Linked DNA regions of Manis pentadactyla: region 1 is linked to region 2. A link is a contact called in public Hi-C data. All regions are on one chromosome and are shown on one strand. Each heading gives the region's core, a stretch centred on a gene start, on an enhancer-like site or on the middle of the called end of the contact. The rest is flanking DNA. Distances are from core to core; before and after follow the strand shown.

Region 1 (5,068 bases), core at 767-3,266, 190 kb after region 2:
CTAGAAGATAAGGAAGCAAGATAAAGGCAGCTGAGCACCACAGGGCAAATGCTGCTGGGACTTTGAGGCACAGCCACTGGGCATCAGGGGAGAGGCTTCCTGGAGGAGGTGGCATTTGAGTAGGTTTTTGAAGTATATGCAGGGTTTCCCTGAGTGAAGGGGTACATGTGTGTGTATGTGTTGGAGAGCTTGGTGGAGCCAACAAGACGAGACAGCAAAGGTTTGGACATGAGCAGCCTGGTGTGGGACTGGGGTTTGGCAAATGACAAGGAGGCAGTACCTGTAAAGGGGCTAATGTGAAGGGAGAATAGTCCAGGCTGTGGATAGCCTTGAACAAGTCTAGGAGGTAAGACTGCTTTTGCTAAGTGAGGGAAAGTCAGATCTCAGCAGGACAGGACATTTTATCTGAGGATGGCTTGGGTGTGCCCCTGACCTAACCAAAGGAATGGACCACCAGGAGGCACTGGGAGAGGCTGGGGTCAGACCTGGGTTTGAATCCTTGCTCTCCTGTGAGCACATGCCTTGAACTCCCTAAGCCACCATCCTGTGACCTGGCGATGGGCACCCCTGCCCAGCCCCAGGCATGATTGGGAAAGAGCTTTGCAAACTGTAGAGGGCTGGGCCCCCACACTGTGGAGGTGTCACTTTAGTAATATGAGCAGGTTGCAGCTCCTGAAGAGTGAGGGGCTGCCAAGTCCCTCCCCTGCCACCTCCTCCTGCCGCTGCAAACATGGACTGTTCCCTCCCTGATGACATCTGTCAGTGAGAGATTTTAAATTTAAAATGGGCAGCCCCATTATTTCCTCTCCTCCATGAGCAGGGCCTCCTCATCTGCCTGCCTGCCCCAGTCCCTTGGCAGCCCAGCCTGGGGCAGCACCAGGGCTGTCCCTCCACCCGCCTCCCGTCCCCAGCCCCATCTCTGGCTGGCCCTGGGGCTCTGCCCTCACCCCCCTTCCAGAGCACAGTCCTGGGCGCCCTCCCAGTCTGCCCCTCACAACTGCCTCTGAAGAGGCAGCAGGAAGGGTGGAGTGAACAGACCTGGAACCTATGGACCCAGGTTCGAATCTCAACGCCTATGGACCCAGGTTCGAATCTCAGCAGCACCGGGTGGCCTTGGGCAGGAGCAACACTGAGTCTTGCTTTCCTTGTCATAAAGCTGGAGAAGCACAATGCCCAGTGTTCCCACGAGAGACAAGTATTTATTGATCCTCTACTACATGGAGCTACAGCATGAGATTCAGAGGAGGTCCAGGGGGCTGAGTTCTCGTCCTGAAACTCAGGTTATGGTGCCAGGCGTCTGGCACAGGGTGGTACCCAAAGTACATACTTAGTAAGTGGTTAAGATGCCACTGTAGACGCGAGGAAACAGACTCAGCAAGACGGGTTTTCTGTGGTCGCACCAGGAACCCAAGGCTGGTCACACTATTAACTATAGGTCCCCAGCTCCCTGTGCACACGCATGCACCAGGAGTCTGTTGGAGGCGCACGGGGGCCCTCCTCCCCCACGCCCAGCACCCCCAATCCCTGCCAGCGCGGCTCCGGCAGGGGTGCCACCCCCATCCGCTCCCCGAACCTCAAATTCAAGCCTCTGCTCAGGAGGCGGTGGGGAGGGCGCCCACCTTGATCCAGGCCCACCGAGCGTGGTGGGGGGGTGCATCCCAAACTCCATCCCTGAGCCGGGCACTCACCCGCCTGCCGGAGTGGCCACCGCCTCGCTAACCGTGCGGACCCCCTGTCCCCGCGCCCCGGGCGCACGCGTACCTGCGGCTTGTCACGCGGCCGGTCCTCAAGTTGGGAAGCGCCGCCCATGGTCTTCCACCGGTCGTTGACCATCTTCCGGCCGGACTGGCGCGGGCGCCGGGCGAGGCGAGCCGCTGCGGAGCGCAAAGGCGCCGAGGTGGGCGCGGGCTCCGGCGCAGGGGGCGTTCTGCCCGCCAGATCCCCGCCGTGGGGCCCCGCGCCGGGGCCGCCCGGGCACGGGCGCGCGTGTGCGGGGGTGTGTGTGTCCGCCGGTGTGTGCACGGCGCGCGAGGGTGAGAGCGGGAGCGCGAGAGCCGCCCGCCAGCCGCTCGCGCGGCGCGCCGCCCCCTCCCCGCCCCCGCGCCTCCCCCGCGCGCTCCCCGCCCGCCGCCCCGAGCCCTGCCTCCCTCTCGGCCTCCGGGTCTGTTTTGTCTCGGACTCTCTCGGCCTTTTATTGCTCCCCCCGGCCTCCCGCGGACACGCACACGCCTCCTCTCCATCTCCAGAAAGGCCACGGCAGCGAGGGCGACCGGCCCCGGCTCGGGCCCCGCCGGGCGGGCGGCAAACGGCCGCGGGCAGCCCGGCTCCCGCCGTTCCCCGGAGGCGCCCGAGAGCCCCGGCGACGCCTCCCCGCAAACTTCTTCCCGGGCCGGAGTCGCGCCAACTTACCGGGCGCGGGGGGCGCAGGGCCAGGCAGGCCCCGAGGGCGCCCCCGCCGGCCGTCGGGCGTCTCCTGGGAGCGAGGCCGCGCTCCCCCCAGGCCCCTCAGGTCTGGGTAGAGGTGGGGGCCCGCCGGAGTGCGCCCCTTGCGGGTTTCTGGGGTCCCGGTCTAGCCCCGGGGCCAGCGCGCCCAGTCCCGGAATCTCCAGCCCCCAGGGACCTGCCCCTCTGACCCCAGCGGCGGGGCCACACCTGGGGGCCCCGCGGCCTGAGCCCGCAGATCTGGGTCCTGGCGCCGGAGGGCGGAGAGCCAGCCCGAGGCCTTCCCGCCCAGGTGGCCGGTGGGCTGAATGGGGGTCCCAGCCGCCACGTCGGCAGCCGGAGCGCGGCCGCGAGTACCCGCAGCTCGGTGCCCAGCCCGCGCTCCCCGCCCACCAGCGGAGCCTCCGGGCGCGCCCCGCGCCGCTCAGCCCCCTCCTCCTCCTCTGCCCCGGAGAGGAGGGCTTTGTGCCGGGAGGGGGCTTCTTAGGCGTCCCCTCCCACGAGCAGCACTTTGGAAAGCGTTTAATCCGCCTGGAGCCGGCTTCGGAGGTAATTGACGAAGTCCTTAATCTGAGCGGTTAACGAGCTGCTATTGTGGCTTCTGACCGGGAGGCGCCCACACTGCCCGACGCCGCATTCGGTGCCGGCCGCCCCCTCCCCGGCGCCTTTCTGGGGCCCCTTGTCTTCAGCTCCCGCAGCTCTCCAGTAGACACCCCCGTTCCCCGTTCCCCGCTCCCCGCTTCTTTCTAAAGCTGTTTTCCGGCTCCTGGGGCGCCTTGGCCCGCCGCGCTGTTCCCTGGCACTGTCTTTGTCTCTCCCCCACCGGCTGTCAGTCTGTCGCCCCATCTTTGTCCCTCTCCCTGTCTCTCTCCTAGCCCGGCACGCGCAAAGCAGGCTGCCGGGCGTGGGGTGCAGCGTCCAGACTGAGCCGGGGCGAGCCCTGGGCCCAGAGAGCTGGGGCCAGGGAACCCCGCGGCCCATGCCACTTGGGTGACTGTCACCCACCCACCTGCAGCTGGCTTCACAACCGGCTAGCTGTTCCTCCAGTCTCCTTTTCCTTCCAGGGCTGCCCACCTGCCTCACCTGCAGCCCCACCCCACTGCCGCCCACAGGGAGGCTACCCTGGGAGCTGGAGAGGACCCCAAATAAACTGGCTCCAAGTCAGGGGCCTTGTGAAGTCCTAGCCTGTGGCTCTTTCTGGGTGGCACCCTTCCCCTTGGACCCTGGTTAAAAGTAACTGAGCTTAGTGCACTGGGCCTGGCAGTGTGGCCTGGGGCAAGCTACTGTGCCTCTCTGAGCCTCACTTTCCCCGCTTACCCAAAGGCTAGCTAGCAGCACCCTCGTCAGAAGGGCTCTTGTGACGTTCTGAGAGACAGCACATCGAAGCACCTAAGCAGGTTTCAAACTTTGCTGCTGTGACCTTGCTCGGATTTCCAGTCCTCTCCAGCTTCAATTTCCTCATTGAAAAGGGAAATCATGACCTCGCCCTTCTTGATGAGGAATTGTGAGATTTGCAGGCATGTGGCTGGGACTGCAAGTCTGTGACACCAGTCTGGGGAGAGGATGTAAACTCCAGACATGTCTATGCACAGACAAGAGACCACCCTGGGAGACCTAGATAGGACAATTTGAGGCTGGGTGGTTTGGGGCAAGTGCTCTGGGTGGTCAGGGAAGGCATCCTGGAGAAGGAGGGGTGTGAGCCAGGCCATAATGGCGGGACATCTGGATGCTGGGGAAGAAGACATTTCAGGTGGCAAAGCTGCAAAGTAAAGGCAAAGCGTGGACAGTAACAATAGCCTGCACGGGCGGGCGCAGACCCGAGGAAGCTGGCGGGAGGATCCGCTCCCAGGCCTGCACAAGGGCGGTTGGACAGGTAAGCGGGAGCCACCTAGAGGCTGCTCCTGGCACTGTTTGCTGTCAGCTGGCCTCTCCGGCTCTGCCACGGGTTCCTCACTTCCCAGCCCACTGGGATGTGGGGAGTAGGTGTTGCACAGCTCAGGCTTGAGTCTGCAGGTGCTGCACTCACCTGACACACAGGGCATTGTCCCGGGGAGAGGAGAGGGCCACCTTCAGTTCACCCCGCCAAGATCTCTGTGGGAAAAGGCACAGGTGACCCCACAGAGAGGATGGCGCCCCACCCTCTGATCTCCTTTTGACAAAGCCCGTGTCTGAAAAGGCCCAGGGAAGGGCCCAGGTGTACAAGGTGGGTTGGGGTCTCTCAGCCCACCCAAGACAGGACATTCCAGGGACCAGCCGGGACCTCAGGGGTGCGGGGCCCTAGGCCCCCAAGCCTCAGGCTTCCCTGGCGCCCCTGTCTACTCCCTGGGCCTCCACTCACCCTCCTCCCTCTGGCTTGCTGACTCCACATGTTCTTATTTTTCCTCCCCATGGCCACCTAGATGTGATAGCCCCACAGACAGAAAACTCCTGTCTGTAATTTTTAGTTTAAATTCTAGAAAGAGGGCCTGTAATTCATCCTGATTATCCTCTGAAGCCAGGACATGTCAATCATAGGTCAGCAGCTGGCCAAAGACAGCTGCCCTTGGTAAGGTGCTCACTGCAGTCCAATGGATGGTATGGCTGTGGGGGCCCTGTGCCACTTCCTTAGCAGGGAGTGGGTACAGGG
Region 2 (5,870 bases), core at 1,912-4,411:
TAATAGAATGAGTGTCTTAGGTGCTCTGATAAACATGAAGACAAAGTAAGAAAAATAGAGGTGGGAAAATAAAAGCTGTTTTCCTCCTATTTTTGAAGTAGTAATATATTAACCTTAGATAATTCAAGGTTGAAAGTTAAAAACAAGATGTAGGAATGCTACACTTCCTGTCCATTGTGGTTTTTCTGATGACTGCCTAAAAATGGTGCCCTGATTGAGGTTTTGGGAAACATTTCTTTATAAAGGCACTCTATAAAGTGCTATTTTATTTTACATATGTGGTGAACTCTTTTTTTTTTTTATATTTATAAATGTGGCATTAACATCAGCGTTTCTGTTCTTGTGTTCTGTGTAATGCTTGGAAGCTGAGTACACTTGAGGAAGGGCTTAGCAGATACAGATTCTGACAGAAGCCCTGACTACTCTGTGTTGGCTCACCTAGTAAAATGTAAACTTAGGAGTTTCAGTGGTAGTAACTTTGACCCCCTGCATTTGACTTTTAAAATACAGCTCAGTTCTTTTCATTAAATGGTATGTTGTCTTTATAACATTACTCAGGAGGCAATTTTTAATCTCATTTTTGTTTCTATCCCATGTGTATCACCTGTTTAAGGAGTTTGCAGACAACTTGAACACTCTAGAGGCTATGCTGCAATGTTAGATTTACTTGTCATATTTTTGAGAACCCATTTGTTCTGGGCTGTATGCCTCGAGAGATGGGATGTGAAAGGTGGAAGCCTGAGTCCTGGGTTTAATTTAGTTTTGACCGGGACAGAGCTTAAAGTTTCTCCTCACGTGGTCTCCCAAGCTACCAGCCTATACTGTTCATTCAGTATATCCTGAATAGTAATTACCTACAAAGTGGAAATATATAAAGGTCTGAAAGCACCTTTGGTGATTATCTACTTTCTGTGGCCCACTAGAGGGAGCCCTTTCCCTTGTTAAGTGTAATTCAGTGGGTATTTAAAAAAAAGAAACTGAAGTTTTTATACTGGTACTGAATCCCTATAGTAACTTGAGGATTGCTTTGCTTTACAAAAGTGAGAACAAAGACTGAACTGAATCACTTTCAATGAAAAGAATATATGATCTTAAAGGGATTTATTTACCTTTGACTATCAGGCGTTTGCTGAGTTCTGGATTCTAGTTTTTAAGCCCTCCAAAATATTTTATAGTGTTGTACAAGGAGTAAAAAGTATAGTGCCTCTCTAGGAAAAAATATTATAGTCTAGGTTTGGGGGTCTCCTAAGACGAGAATACAGTGGTAATGGAAAATGGAGATTAGGGATAAGCGTTTAGATCCACTGCATTTGGCCTCTACACTGACTTTCATGAAGCACAATATCAGTTTTTTTGGAAACCCAAACAAGACCTCACTTGATCCTCATGATCACCTTATAAAGTTAACATAATAACCCTACTTATAAGTGAAGAAAGCAATTCTGAGAATTCAGTTCAAATGACTTGATTAAGCTTAGCAGCTGTGAATCAGGAACAGGATTAAGCTCTAGAGAGGTTATCATAAAAGAATGCTTAAAAAGTGGGTAGGATTTACATGAAATGATATGGGTCCAGAAATTTTATTTCCAGCATTAAGAACAATACTTTGTGGATTGTTAACTCATTTTGCTTATTGCCTGTCACTCTTTCTGTGTATGTTCCTTGAAGACAAGGATTAATCGCCCACTGCCCACCCCCAGTGTATCCCAGCACCTAGAACTGCTTGGTACACAGGGGCTCAATAAACATTTGTTGAATGAATTGTTAGTTCAAGAAATGCTATCAGTTGTGATTCAATTGCCCAATTTTAAGCAAAACTAGAGAATGAAGAATGAAGAATATTAAAACATGAATAGAAATAAGAAAGCAAATGGCAAAAAAAAAAAATTGGTGATAATTAGGATAACAACACCTATAATGCAGCTGTGGTTTCCCCCTAATACCTAGCAACTTCTGACGTCTTGATACTGAATGGTATGTTAAAACCATGGGCTTCACACCAAGATCAATCTGGTCTCAAACGGTGACTTTGTCATATACTCATAGGCAAGTGACCTTGAATAAGTCACATCTTTGAAACTTTCCCCAACTGTATAACAGTAATACATACTTCACTGGGCTATAGTGAGGATTAAATGAGAAGAATTTATGAAAAGCATTAACAGGGCATGGGGTAGAGTAAGACACTGTGATGAGTGGATCTCTTTAGAAATGGGTATATCCCTGTCAGGGACACTGCTCTGGAGAGACATGGAGAGTGAATAGTGGGCCAGGGTGCATTTTAGTTGCAAGAACAAGGATTATGGCAAGTGAGGGCTTGGTGTGGCTGGGTCAATGGCTAGCTCTGTAGGCCTTCTAACCCAGTAACCTGGGTATTTTCTCGACTAACAATATTTTATGTGAAGACATGTTCACCCGTGAACTGAGGTCTTTAATATCAAAGGTTCATTCTAACTCAGACATCTATGATTGTGCCTGACTTAGCCTCCCAGGGTGCTTAACAAATGCTGTTTATTTAATGAGTGAGCCTCCTGATACCGCAAAGAAACAATGAATTTTTTAGCAATATGTCGGGAGCTTTCTAGTTATTTTTCTCTAGTTACAGATTTATGCTTCTGGGGAAAAGGTGTAAATTTGTGCATGGGGGTAGGAGGGGACCAAAATACCTTGGCTTCCAAATCTTCTCCCTACAGAGGGTCAAGGAAGTAATCCAACTCCGGTTCTGGGAGAATCCGATCCGCAGTTTTCCCCTTGCTTTGGCTCCTTGCCGGTTTTACCAGCCGCGCAGGGGAGACGTTAGCCAACCGTAAGCGGGGCCGGGGAGAGTCCACCGGCTCTCGTGAGGGCGGGACCGAAGCTCAGGAGCCGAGAGCAGAGGGCACGAAGTCTCGGGTACGCGTGGGCCGCGCTGGCGCCGTGGACCACAACTCCCAGAATGCCTTGCGGGCTGCGCCGAAAGCGGTTGGCGGGGAGCTCCAGCCCACTGTCCTCGCGACCAATGGGACGAAGGAGAGAGACCTGACCCGGATTCTCGGGGGCCAATGGCAGTACAGAGGAGGCGGGTGCTTCTTTACCACTCACCTTGCGCTGGGGAAAAACCTTATATTAAAGGTCGTGCCGGGCCGGACGCTGGCGGCAAGGAGACCAGAGCAGGAAGGTGCGGCGGTGTCTCGAAAAGCGGCGCTGGGAAGGTCGTGGTTCTCGCAAGGCGCGCGGCAGGCGTCGCCGGGGGCGTGGCTGGGGGCGGGGCCTGGCCTCGTTGTGGAACGACTCGTAATCCATCATGGCGGCCGCGGGGGTCGGTGTCTGTCCCTGAGCAACGCTGGAGCCGGAGCCGGTTCCCGGGTCTGGCGGCTGAGGAGCGCCTCCGTTGTCCACGGCTCCTACCTGCAGGGGGAGGCTGGGTCCCGCGGTGGAGCTCGGCGGATGTGACTGCCGGGCGGTGGCGGCCGTGGCAACGTCCGGGGCCAGGAGAGGGGGTGTCTCGGGAGAGACCCTCGGGCTCGGGGCAGCTGAGGCGGCCGGGCCTCCTGCCCCCTCCGCCTGCCTCCCGCCTCCGGGTCGCGAGAGCCCACCGTCCCTTACAGCCCTGCCTGGCTGTGAGACATTGGGGGTGGTCTCTGTTCCCCCAGACCTGGGACACGCCGTTTCCTGAGGCGTGGAGGAGCGTCGCCCCCGAGTAAGCCGCCAGTGCCCCCCGGCCCCCGCCCCGGCAGCCTCCCTCTTAGCCCCGAGCCGCCCCTTGCTCCGACTCCCGGCACCAAGTTTGGCCTCGGAGTCCCCCCATTCAAATCCCTTCCCTGTTGTCAAGTGGCCTCCCCTTCCCCCCAGTTGCTCCCGCGAGCCGCTAATGCCCTGACTTCTCCCAATGTCACCCAAGGCCCCCTTGGTCTCAGCCCAAACAAAAACTTTAATGCAAAGGAAAAGTCTGGACTGGTTTCACAGGCCTTTTAAAAAGCGGATCTGAAAGTTGCTGGCAATGCATTCCTTCTCGTCAGAGTCGAGGGCAAGCTCTCGCTGAAGCCTCGGTGACCCGTGTCCTTTTCCGGACAGCGTGGTAGAGAAGCGGGAGCTGCAGCTAGTTCGGCAGGAAATTTGTCGGAAGATGAAGAAACTAAGATAGGAGTGGGTGACTTCCACAGGAAAAGTTCTGGAGAAGCATCCAAAGATGATCAACCTTTTCCTTTATATATGGGAATCGAAAGGACTTTAGTATTACCGACCCTTTTATAGCATCCCCTGTGAATATTTCCGTTTAGGTTTTTCTTCTTGGAAAGAAAGAGACTTAATTCAACCAGTGAAAGACACTTAACACTCAAGAAACTTGAGTAGCACTGTAGTAAGTTCAAATTGATAAACTGCGAAAATAATTGGAACTCTTGTTTACATGTGTCAACGTGAAAACTGCTTCCTTTTGCTATGGAAGATGTCTTTTTGTGATTGACCTCAATTACGGACTTTTTGAGATGCAGTGAATGTGAAATCCCACCTATATACTGTTTCCTTCTGGAAGATCTTGAACCCTCTCTGGAAAGGGGTGCCTATCCTTACTTTATGGGGCAGCAGCCAGGAAAAGTTCTTGGGGACCAAAGACGGCCAAGTTTGCCTGCTCTGCACTTTATCAAAGGAGCAGGGAAGAAGGAATCATCACGGCACGGGGGGCCCCACTGCAATGTGTTTGTGGAACATGGTGAGTGCTCTTCAAGCTTCCTGGACGTGTTTTTCCTCATGCATTCAGCTTAGGAATGCACAAGGCACTTCTGAACCACAGTTCTGTGCCGTTTCCTTTCTAGTTCCCCCCAAACCTTCTGAGACTAGTTACCTCCTAGTTTCTCATGGAATTTTCTTTGTATAGGAGAAATTTACTTGGTGACTCTGTATGGCCTTACTCCAAATCTCTCTGAGTTGCTTATTTCTTGCCTGATTCCCTTTCTAACTCACTGTTGACCTTGGAAGAGCCATTTTACTCTTACAGTTTCCTGAGTAGGTGGTTTCTCCGGATCCATAGTCCATGATTCTGCTCTAGCCTAAGTCATGGGCTCTTCCCCTGAATGTTTTACTACTTTACAGAGAGTTTGTATCATATCCTCAAAGTGGTTTGTGCTCCCCAAGAGGTTCAGAACCACAGATGCCTGTTGGCTTTTCATCATAACTAGGACTTGAAACTACTCACTTTGGAGCTATGTGGGAAAAATTGAGTGGGGAAGCAGATTCCTTGTGCATGAGGGCACCCAGCTTCTGGTTATTGTAGCTTAGGAGTAATCCTGTCCCCATGGATGGAGCTTTCATCCTTGCTCCTTGTTTCAGGTGACATTTGGGGCAAGAAGGTTGTCTGACATTTTTATGAACAGAGTTGGCATTGGAGTACATATACTGATCACTTCCAGTAATTTCTGTGTGATGTTCTAAAGCGAAGGGTTAGCTTAGACTGATAACTGTAATGGGCTGCCCGAGCCAATTAATTAGGGTCCTGTTTGTACTGTTGCAGCCTGACAGTTTCCAGATTGTGTACTTTATATTAAAATAGCAATTTATCCCACCCACCCCATAAGGAAATGTAAGGTGTGCACAAGTGGCACATACTTTGAAATTCAGTCACAAATGCCTCTGAACAGTGGGTGACTACAATAAACAAGGGTCTCTGTTCTGAGAACTTGCGTTTGACAGTTGAGATTTTAATTTCTTACAGAGAATTATTCACCTCATCTAAATAACATAGGTACTTGATTTTATTTTGCCTTGAAACATTAGTTATATTTTAGTGTCGGTTTTAGTCAGGCAAATATGGTAATATGTTACCTTATGAGGCTTCCCAAATTCAGGATTTATGAAGTTAATTATTTACATTTTTAACTAGTGATGATCATGCA

The links. A called contact is a pair of places that touch in the nucleus more often than the background predicts.
Region 1: a Hi-C map of skin fibroblasts shows a contact between it and region 2, with 6 times the contacts expected there. The contact joins the promoter of FIBCD1 here to the promoter of LOC130683057 in region 2. A contact is called at or near these places in 2 of 3 Hi-C or Micro-C datasets (fibroblasts and skin fibroblasts).

Annotation. Positions count from the first base shown.
Region 1 is chr3:216,503,700-216,508,767 of mManPen7.hap1, forward strand. FIBCD1 (fibrinogen C domain containing 1) reads right to left here and starts at 2,017. Exons shown (of 8, transcript XM_057499139.1): 1 at 1,762-2,017. The coding sequence starts at 1,833.
Region 2 is chr3:216,314,185-216,320,054 of mManPen7.hap1, forward strand. It overlaps LOC130683057, which reads left to right and starts at 3,162. Exons shown (of 1, transcript XM_057499137.1): 1 at 3,162-4,231. The coding sequence starts at 3,869. The coding sequence ends at 3,967. ABL1 (ABL proto-oncogene 1, non-receptor tyrosine kinase) reads left to right here and starts at 4,337. Exons shown (of 11, transcript XM_036913565.2): 1 at 4,337-4,690. The coding sequence starts at 4,555. It overlaps EXOSC2 (exosome component 2), which reads left to right. Exons shown (of 10, transcript XM_057499132.1): 10 at 1-889.